Regions from separate parts of the Mus musculus genome. Here region 2 is linked to region 1. The links are chromatin contacts, called in public HiChIP or PLAC-seq maps. All regions are on one chromosome and are shown on one strand. The core of a region is the stretch at or near the end of the contact, and the rest is flanking DNA. Distances in the headings are between cores, read along the strand shown.

Region 1 (4,607 bases), core at 1,309-3,808:
GAAAGAGAGGCCCATTGGTGGTGCAAACTTTATATGCCCCAGTACAGGGGAACACCAGGGCCAAGAAGTGGGAGTGGGTGGGTAGGGAAGTGGGAGAGGGGGTATGGGGGACTTTTGGGATAGCATTTGAAATGTAAATGAGGAAAATACCTAACTAAAAAAAAAAAAAACTCAGAGCACAGCAGTGGTGGCACATGCCTTTAATCCCAGCACTTGGGGGGCAGAGGCACGTGGATTTCTGAGTTCGAGGCCAGCCTGGTCTACCGAGTGAGTTCCAGGACAGCCAGGGCTACACAGAGAAACCCTGTATCAAAACAACCAACAAACAAACAAACAAACAAAAACTCAGGTGACAGCAGATGCTGGCGAGGATGTGGCGAAAGAGGAACACTCTTGCATTGCTGGTGGGTTTGCAAGCTGGTACAACCACTCTGGAAATCAGTTTGGCGGTTCCTCAGAAAATTGGACATAATTCTACAGGAAGATCCAGCAATACCACTTCTGGGCGTATTCCCAGAAGATGCCCCAACATGTAATAAGGACGCATGCTCCACTATGTTCATAGCAGCCTTATAATAGCAAGAAGCTGGAAAGAACCCAGATGTCCCTCAACAGAGGAATGAATACAGAAAATATGATACATTTACACAATAGAGTACTGCTCAGCTATTAAAAACAATGAATTCATGAAATTCTTAGACAAATAAATGGATCTGGATGGTATCATCCTAACTGAGGTAACCCAATCACAAAACAACACACATGATATGCACTCACTGATAAGTGGATATTAGCTCAGAAGGTCAGAATACACAAGATACTTGCAAAACACATGAAACTCAAGAAGAAGGAAGACCAAAGTGTGGACACTTTGATCCTTCTTAGAAAGGGGAATAAAACACCCATGGAAGGAGTTACAGAGACAAAGTTTGGAGCAGAGACTGAAGGCATGACCATCCAGAGACTGCCTTACCTGGGGATCCATCCCATAAACAACCATCAAAACCAGACACTATTGCAGATGCCAACAAGAGCTTGCTGACAGGAGACTGATATAGCTGTCTCCTGAGAGGCTCTGCCAGTGCCTGACTAATACAGAAGTGGATGCTCACAGTCATCCATTAGATGGAGCACAGGGTCCCCAATGAAGGAGTTAGAGAAAGTACCCAAGAAGCTGAAGGGGTTTGCAGCCCCCTAGGAAGAACAACATGAACTAACCAGTAACCCCAGAGCTCCCTGGGACTAAACCACCAATCAAAGAAAACACACGGAGAGACTAATGGCTCTAGTTGCATATGTAGCTGAGGATAGCCTAGTCATCAATGGGAGGCGAAGCCCTTGGTTCTGTGAAGGCTCTATGCTCCAGTATAGGGGAATGTCTGGGCCAGGAAGCAGGAGTGGGTGGGTTGGGGAGCAGGGGGAGGGGAAAGAGTATAGGGGATTTTCAGAGGGGAAACTAAGAAAGGGGATAACATTTGAAATGTAAATAAAGAAAATATCTAATAAAATTTTTAAAAATTAAAATTAAAAAAAAAGATCTAGTGAACAAATAAAAGCTAAGTTTCAGAATTCTGATAAGCCACTCTCCACCTTCCATGTTTTTGCAGCGACCACATAAATGTTTTACACAGATAAGGAACTACTTAATATTAATCAGGTCTCGATAATTAAGAGTTCTAACCCCTATGGGACAATTCTTACTGTGCAAACCGACTGGATGCCTCCCCCACCCTTAGACAAAAGGTAAGCTATTCCTTCCTGTCTCTTGTGAAATAGAGTCATAGTGCAGAGACACACCTGCCTATTTGACTCCGTAATTAAGTCTTGTCTGGCTGTAGTGTAAAAATAGGTACCCCTGAGTCTGAACATGAAAATAGACCTTCCCTAACAAAAGCCAAAAGTTTCACGGCTAAAAGGATGTTTACTTTTGTGAAAAAGTCCTTTCCTCTGGGGATAATTTTGGGACTACGTAGGTGTCCAGCAGGGGTAAGTGGGTATATAAGGCTCAGAGACCAAGCTGTGGCTGTGCTTCCTGCTGAGTGTGGGGTGCAAGCAGTCGCTTGTGAGTCACATGTGAGTCACGTATGGGGACAAGGATGTGTACTTCTGTCCTGCACACCCTTCCCCTTCTGAAAGTTTTAGCTGACATGACTGTGACCATAACTTACAGAGTTTGTGGAGCTCTGCATACTCATTTGATCAGCATTTATACATTCAGTGGATACTTGAGGGGAGCTGGCACAGTCACCCCCTGTAATATCCTGATGAATGAACAAAATCTCTGACCTTGAAGAAATCTTTAGTAAAAATAAGAATACCCAAACATAGCAGTACCCTCCTATAACCTCAACCCTCGGGACGCAGAGGCAGGGGATCTGGGGTCAAGGCCAGCCTCGGGTACATAGTAAGTTTGAGGCGATACTGGGATACATTAAAACCCTGTCTCAAGAAATATATATATAGATAAGTGGATGGATGTGATTACAATTATAAATGTCTACAGCGCACAGTCATGAGTGAAACTAAAACCAGAACAGAAAGACACTGGGAATTCACTATGAATAGAGAATGGGAAACATTTTAGACTTTGTGGACCGAATAATCTTTCAACTCCACGGTCTTGTCCAAGATGTAAAGATAGAAGTGTGGTTTTGTTCTGGGAAGCCTTTAGTTGCAGATACAGGTGTTTCTAGGTCACAGTTCACTCACCCTTGAGATAAGAGAAGAAAAAGCACAGGGTTATTGGGGCCTCATAGGAAAAAAAAATTCTGCCCCAAGGCAGGAAAAAAAGATGGAAAAATCAGGGTTGCATTCATACACAGTACAGAGAGAGTTCAAGAGTAGAGAGTCCTATGGCTGAGACGTGTCTGGTGTGTTTCCCACGCTACAAGGAAACTTTGGCAACTCTACCCATCAGTTTCTACCTGGTATCTCCAGCTCACTTCTGCTTTCCTCCTTTTCCCTCTTTTAGTAAAAGAAACTGTGATGCCACAGTGCGTAAGGACTCTGGGCTCTTTCCAGACCTCGGGAAGGTAAGAGGTATCAGCTCACTGTGAGTTGTTTCCTTTATGGTCTGGAATCAACTCAATGCCAAAAGCAGAGATAGCAGATGAGGGCCAGAACTCGTGAGCCCAGACACACCTCCAGTAGCCCCTTACCAGCACATGCAGACCTCACAGCACAAAGCCTCCTGACCCAGTAAGACCACAAAGTGCTGCCTCATTGGCCTCGAGTCCTGTTCATTCCTGATGTGGTTTTTAAAGAGGCTGTTGGCTTGAAGCATTCACAGGACCAGAAGACAGAGCTGTAGTTTTAAATACCAGTAAACTTCTCTCTGAAGAGACTCTCTTTTTTGTTTTTTGTTTGTTGTTTGTTTGTTTGTTTTTCAAGACAGGGTTTCTCTGTGTAGCCCTGGCTGTCCTGGAACTTACTCTGTAGACCAGGCTGGCCTCGAACTCAGAAATCCGCCTGCCTCTACCTCCCAAGTGCTGGGATTAAAGGCGTGTGCCACTACCGCCTGGCAAAGAGACTCTCTTAAGATGCTGATTCTCTGGAGAAACAATGACCAGAGCCTCCATCTGAGCAAGCCCAGGCGACCTCAGGGGTCCATGGACTCACCAGCCTAGAACAGCATACCTGCAGCCATGAATGACACCCATGTGCCTGAGGGAGCCTAGTGGTGGTGGTGATGGTGATGATGGTGGTAGTGCTGGTGCTGGTGGTAGTGGTGATGTGTGAAATGTATCTTCATTTGGTTTCAGGTACAGTCTGCATGTGCTGCAACTTGGAATACAAAAGCTTCACTTACACATCCTGTCTTCTCTCTCTCTCTCTCTCTCTCTCTCTCTCTCTCTCTCTCTCTCTCTCACACACACACACACACACACACACACACAATTCTGGATTGATGAATGCCAAGTCAAAGTTCAGAATGAGGAATTCTAAGGTTCCAAAGACAGGAGATCTTCTTCAGAATTCCGACTTAATGCAAACGGAAAATAACAGAAAAGCTGGGACCACATGTCCTTCAAGCTCTTTGTAAATTAACTTTCCAGTCAGGATAGGCTTGCTGGACAATGAAGAATGGGAGGTCATATTCTCTGTGAGTGAGGAGAGTTCAGACCCTGCTCATCCTTAGCTAGAGACGGTGGGATCAACACAGTGAACGCTCTTGGTTCAGGGTTGAACTTCCCCTACTCACTCTGATGAAAGGATGCCAGGGATGCCAAGGTCCAACTCACTCCTTAGGGCTGACAGAGGCTCATACCTCCCTCTTGTGGCTGCTTGCAAACAGTGTCCTGTACATGGGAGCAAATGAGAAAGCAAGTGTGTTTACCTAAGTCTCCAGGCAGGGGAACTGTGCATTCTTTCTCCTTTCATGATTTCAGATCGTTTTAAAAATCTGGTGATATGTAACACAGTTAACCAAAGATCGTGAACATTTTCATTAATCAGGAAGAAATGATGTGGGGGAAGAAAAAATTTGATAGATTTAAGTGTTTGCCAATGCGAGGGGTCAGAATTCTGTAAGAAACAATCCCTATTTGAAAGCACCTGGTATGTCAGAGAGTTCCTCTGTACATATGATCACAACACAGAACAGAAAG
Region 2 (4,479 bases), core at 1,463-3,962, 240 kb before region 1:
ATGGATGTGTGTATGTTCCAAGTTACCAGTTGAACTTTCTTGAACACAATTCAGTTCCTCATGGAGAAGAAAGGATGTAACCCCTCTGTGTTAACTGTAACCCTGTGGTTATGATGAAGAAATGAGCTGGGACTGTGTATGGAGGCCCCTAATCATGCACACTCTGGAATCCAGGAATAGGGGCACAGCCTCCTGGAAATGTCCCTGGCCTGTCACTGGCAGTCACTAGCCTTTCATAGAGGGATAGAGCCTGTAGTTATGACCATCTGAGGTGTGAATCCTGCTCTGTATAGTGTAGAGTTCTCTAGCTTTCTTTTCTACTCTATGGTTTCCTTCCATAACTCATGAGCCTTTTAAATGTACTGAGTGAGCTGGCTGGCTTCTCTGCCCTTTTCCCAACAGCAGGCTAGGCATTAGATTTGCGTATAATCAAAAGACCTAACTTTGATGCCAAACCCAGTGTTTTACCTAAAGAAAAAGAGACTCCTACCATAGACAGTAAAGAAGAACTCCTGGTTCATTACACATTCTTCCTGCTTTCTTTAAGGATATAAGGACATCCACGTCCAGGTCCAGTTTCCAAGAACGCCAATACCCAAACACTACGGAAAGCCTATTTCTCTGTTATTCCTTTGGGCAAGGTTGGCATGTTATAGATTATGAAATGCCCAGGTTTTGCTTTTGCTTTGCAGGTGATGAGATTGTGCTCTAGAACTTTTCCGTAAACAGGAAACTGTGGTGTGGATATGGCAAGTGGATGGGAGATGTAAAAGAAATGCATCTGACGGGCCTTTGGAAGTCTTGGGCCTCTGCCACATAGAGACTCTAAAACCTTTTCTGTTGAGATACTTTTCAGGTGAATGGTTTGGATGAAATGACCATCTTAGATCCTCCTCTGAGATCCATGACTTCTCTAGGTTTCCTGTACCAGGCAAGATTAATCAATCACCCAGTAATCTTTGCCTTCAAAACTCTTGTCAAGCGTTGGTGAGATGCCTAAGCGGGTAAGAGCACTGACTGCTCTTCTGAAGGTCCTGAGTTCAAATCCCAGCAATTACATAGTAGCTCACAATAATCCGTAATGAGATCTGATCTTCTGGTTTATCTGAAGACAGCTACAGTGTACAGTATAATAAGAAATTAATCTATGGGTTGGAACGACCAGGGACTAAGCCAACAGAGTTGACCAGAGCGAGTGGGGCTGACTGGAGTGAGAAGAGGTCCTAAATACAATTCCCAACAACCACATGAAGGCTCACATCCATCTGTACAGCTACAGTGTACTCATATACATAAAAAAATTAAATAAATAAATCTTAAAAAAAACCCCAAGAACCAAAAAAAACTCTTGTCAGGAACTAGTTCAAATAACTGCTTAGAGTGTTATACTCTTAAAAAGAAAGTTCTAGTGACTTTGGAAGGAGTGGGCTCGGGTCTACTGACTTGCTGTAGAGTCTCCTGTGTATTATTTAATTTTCTATAATGTGGCAGCTAGTCTTGTTAGTTGAAAACAGTGTATTCTTGGATAGTGTATTCCTGGATAGATCACGCCAAGCCAGCACAGTTCTCACCAGAGAGGTCCTTTATTGAAAGAGAAGCAAGGAAGAGAAAAAGAGAGAGATGGGTTGGGGTCCATGTCTTTTATCCGAGAGGTAGGTAAACTCAGGTGTTGACAAGGGCAGGTGATGCAAGTAAGGCATGCTGGAGGGTGGGTGGGGGTGTGTGGGATGGTTGCCATGGCAATGGATGCAGGAATGTCCTGTAGTCTAGGGATGATGTCATCTCTGGATTAAGAGGCTGGCTGTAAACAGCTTCTGAAGCTAATGAGTCTTCCTTGACTAAAGCTAGCAATTTCCTGTGGGACCCAAGCAAGTTATTAGTCGCTACTTTCTTAACTGCTAATTGGCTGCAACTATTATCCCTACTTGATGGTATTGCTGTCCCAAGAGGGAATGGGTAATTGACGTAAGGCTTTAACCCAATACTTGATGCATAAAACAAATGATCTATGAGCATGGATGGTGATTGCTGGTAATATGAGCAGTTTCCTCTGGTCTGAGCCAACACTCATTCATGCTTTTGATAAGGATACAAATTCTGGGGTTCAAATTGCGGTCAACCTTTTTTTCCTGCTGCTTTCAAACTGTTTAACTTTAGCCGAATGACTCACCTTTCCTGTGCCTCAGTTTACCCACATGCAAAGGCAGAGTGATGAGGACTCCTATCTCACAGAATGTTTGGTAGATTAAATAACATAATTCACACAAAGACCTTGATAGAACGTCAGGTACAGTGTTGCTCCTTCTCTGCCTGTTTGCTTCATTTCACTTTCTGGTCATGGGACTGTCACTAGTCTAAACAGAACCATTATTCTGAAAGAATCGCCTCTGCCAGGGGTCCAGGAAACATTTAAATGCTTACAAGACTGAGAAAGACTTGCAGGTCAATCAGTCAAGTCCAGAGTATCTAACTCTCTTAGATAAATATTTTGCTGAAACCAAAAAATTACACGTTTAGGCTAAAGAAGAATTCATGAGGAGGGGAACAGAGAAATTCTCGGGAATGTCCACACAAATAGACAAGGATGTGGCTTGCTACATCACATACAGAGGTGAGCTTTCCTGACCTTCTGGCTGGCTCTAGGCAGCTCTGAGTCAGAGCCATGCCCTCCCCTGTCCCTGCCCAAGGCCACTTCATAGGCAAGTGCGAGTCCCCAGACAGTTCCCGGGATGCAATGACCTTGCGATCTCACGGCTCCACTAGCAGGAATATGATATTGTGAAAGCAACTCCCACACAGGAAATTGGATATTTGGCGCCTTGCCCTGACTTCCATCCTGATTTACCAGCTGACCTTGGGCAAGCCATTGCTTTTGCTCCAGTTCTGTGAAGTGTAAAATAGAAAGAATAATGTACATTTCTCCAAATTCATGGGCTTATCACCAAGACTGAACATATACAGAAGTCACTTAAAAATTGTAAATATTTTCATCCATTTATGTTAGCATAAGAGAGCAAAGGGGTATGTATGCATGGACAGGAATGTACAGTATGTAAGGACAGGAAAACTTGAGAGTAAGTTCCCTCTGACCCCTGTTGACCTTGAGCCTTGCATAACTCCCTTGCTCTTTCTGAATCCTAGTTTCTTTAGTTAAGGAGGTATGTATGCATGCAATTTCAGGTAAAAATATGATTGCTAATGTTCCTGACAGACTTCCTTAGTGTTACTTTGCCCTTCTCCCTCTCCCTCCTCGCTCCCCCTATCCCAAATAAAGTGCTCTCCAGTATGCCCTCCTCATTGTACAGTGCCGCCCTCCTCACTGCACGGTGCCCCTTCCTCACTGCATGGTGCCCCCTCCTCACTGCATGGTGCCATCCTCCTCACTGCATGGTGCCATCCTCCTCACTGCACAGTGCCACCCTCTTCACTGCATGGTGCCACCCTCCTCACTGCACGTGCCCCCTCCTCACTGCATGGTGCCCCCTTTACTTTCCTGGTACCTGTGCTTACTCCAGCTTAATGTTCTCATATGAAGATTTGGAGCTAGGGATTACAGGTGAAAGAGATGTAGCATTTGCCTCTGGGCATACATATACATATACATATACATATATCACATACATATACATCATATACATATACACATACACATCCATACATACACACATATACACATACACACACACATACACATACACATACACACACACACACAAATACACATACACATACATATACAGTTTAAGTGATGTTGTTCTACTTGGGTTGATAACCATTTATATACACACACACACACACATACACACACACACATACACATACACACACACACACACATACACATACACATACACATACACATACACATACACATACATATACAGTTTAAGTGATGTTGTTCTACTTGGGTTGATAACAATTTATACACACACACACACACACACACACACACACACACACGCACGCACGCACATGCACACACCAAGAACCATTAGCAGCAACCCCATTGGAATTGTTGGTCAGAGGGACTCCCCAAACAATACAAGCTATTGTTATTGCCCTTGCTTGCTTCCCAGAGGTTGAAGTCCCTATTGCTGAAAACACCATTCACCTCAGACCCAGGCCTTGAGGAGCTGAGTGGGATCTGACCTGGGAGTCTATTCCCTGAGGACTAGATCTCATAGAACTGCAGGGTGTAATGCAAGCTGCCAAGGTGGTAAACCAAGTAAGAGTCCTACCTAGCCAGGATGCCTGTGAGCTACAACAGTGTCCAGCGTAGTATGATACCCCTAATGGTGAAATAGAGGCTAGTGGTACAGAACAATTAATCATGGGGTGCTTAGCCCCAGTTGATACATCTAAAATGCAGTTCCTGAACCTAAGGCCCAAGGCTCATGGTAGGAGAGGAGGCAGAAAGACTGTAAGAGCCAAAGGACCAGGGAATTAATTTTCCTAGAAATAACAGGGCATCTTCACCCA

The links. HiChIP or PLAC-seq counts read pairs in DNA pulled down with a chosen protein or histone mark.
Region 2: a FOXA1 HiChIP or PLAC-seq map of pancreatic cancer cells shows a contact between it and region 1. The contact joins two enhancer-like sites. A contact is called at or near these places in 1 of 115 datasets of contacts at active chromatin or transcription factors (pancreatic cancer cells) and 1 of 9 other capture datasets (embryonic stem cells).

What each region holds. Positions count from the first base shown.
Region 1 is chr5:104,131,397-104,136,003 of GRCm38.p6, reverse strand. No RefSeq gene overlaps it. Among named protein-coding and RNA genes, the nearest start is that of Sparcl1, 20 kb to the right of the region's middle. Within about 2 kb of position 2,558, at least 14 of the 459 cell types and tissues checked have an H3K27ac peak or open chromatin away from gene starts, as enhancers often do. A contact at or near this core is called in pancreatic cancer cells, where this site is marked.
Region 2 is chr5:104,372,719-104,377,197 of GRCm38.p6, reverse strand. No RefSeq gene overlaps it. Among named protein-coding and RNA genes, the nearest start is that of Mepe, 50 kb to the right of the region's middle. Within about 2 kb of position 2,712, at least 64 of the 459 cell types and tissues checked have an H3K27ac peak or open chromatin away from gene starts, as enhancers often do. A contact at or near this core is called in pancreatic cancer cells, where this site is marked.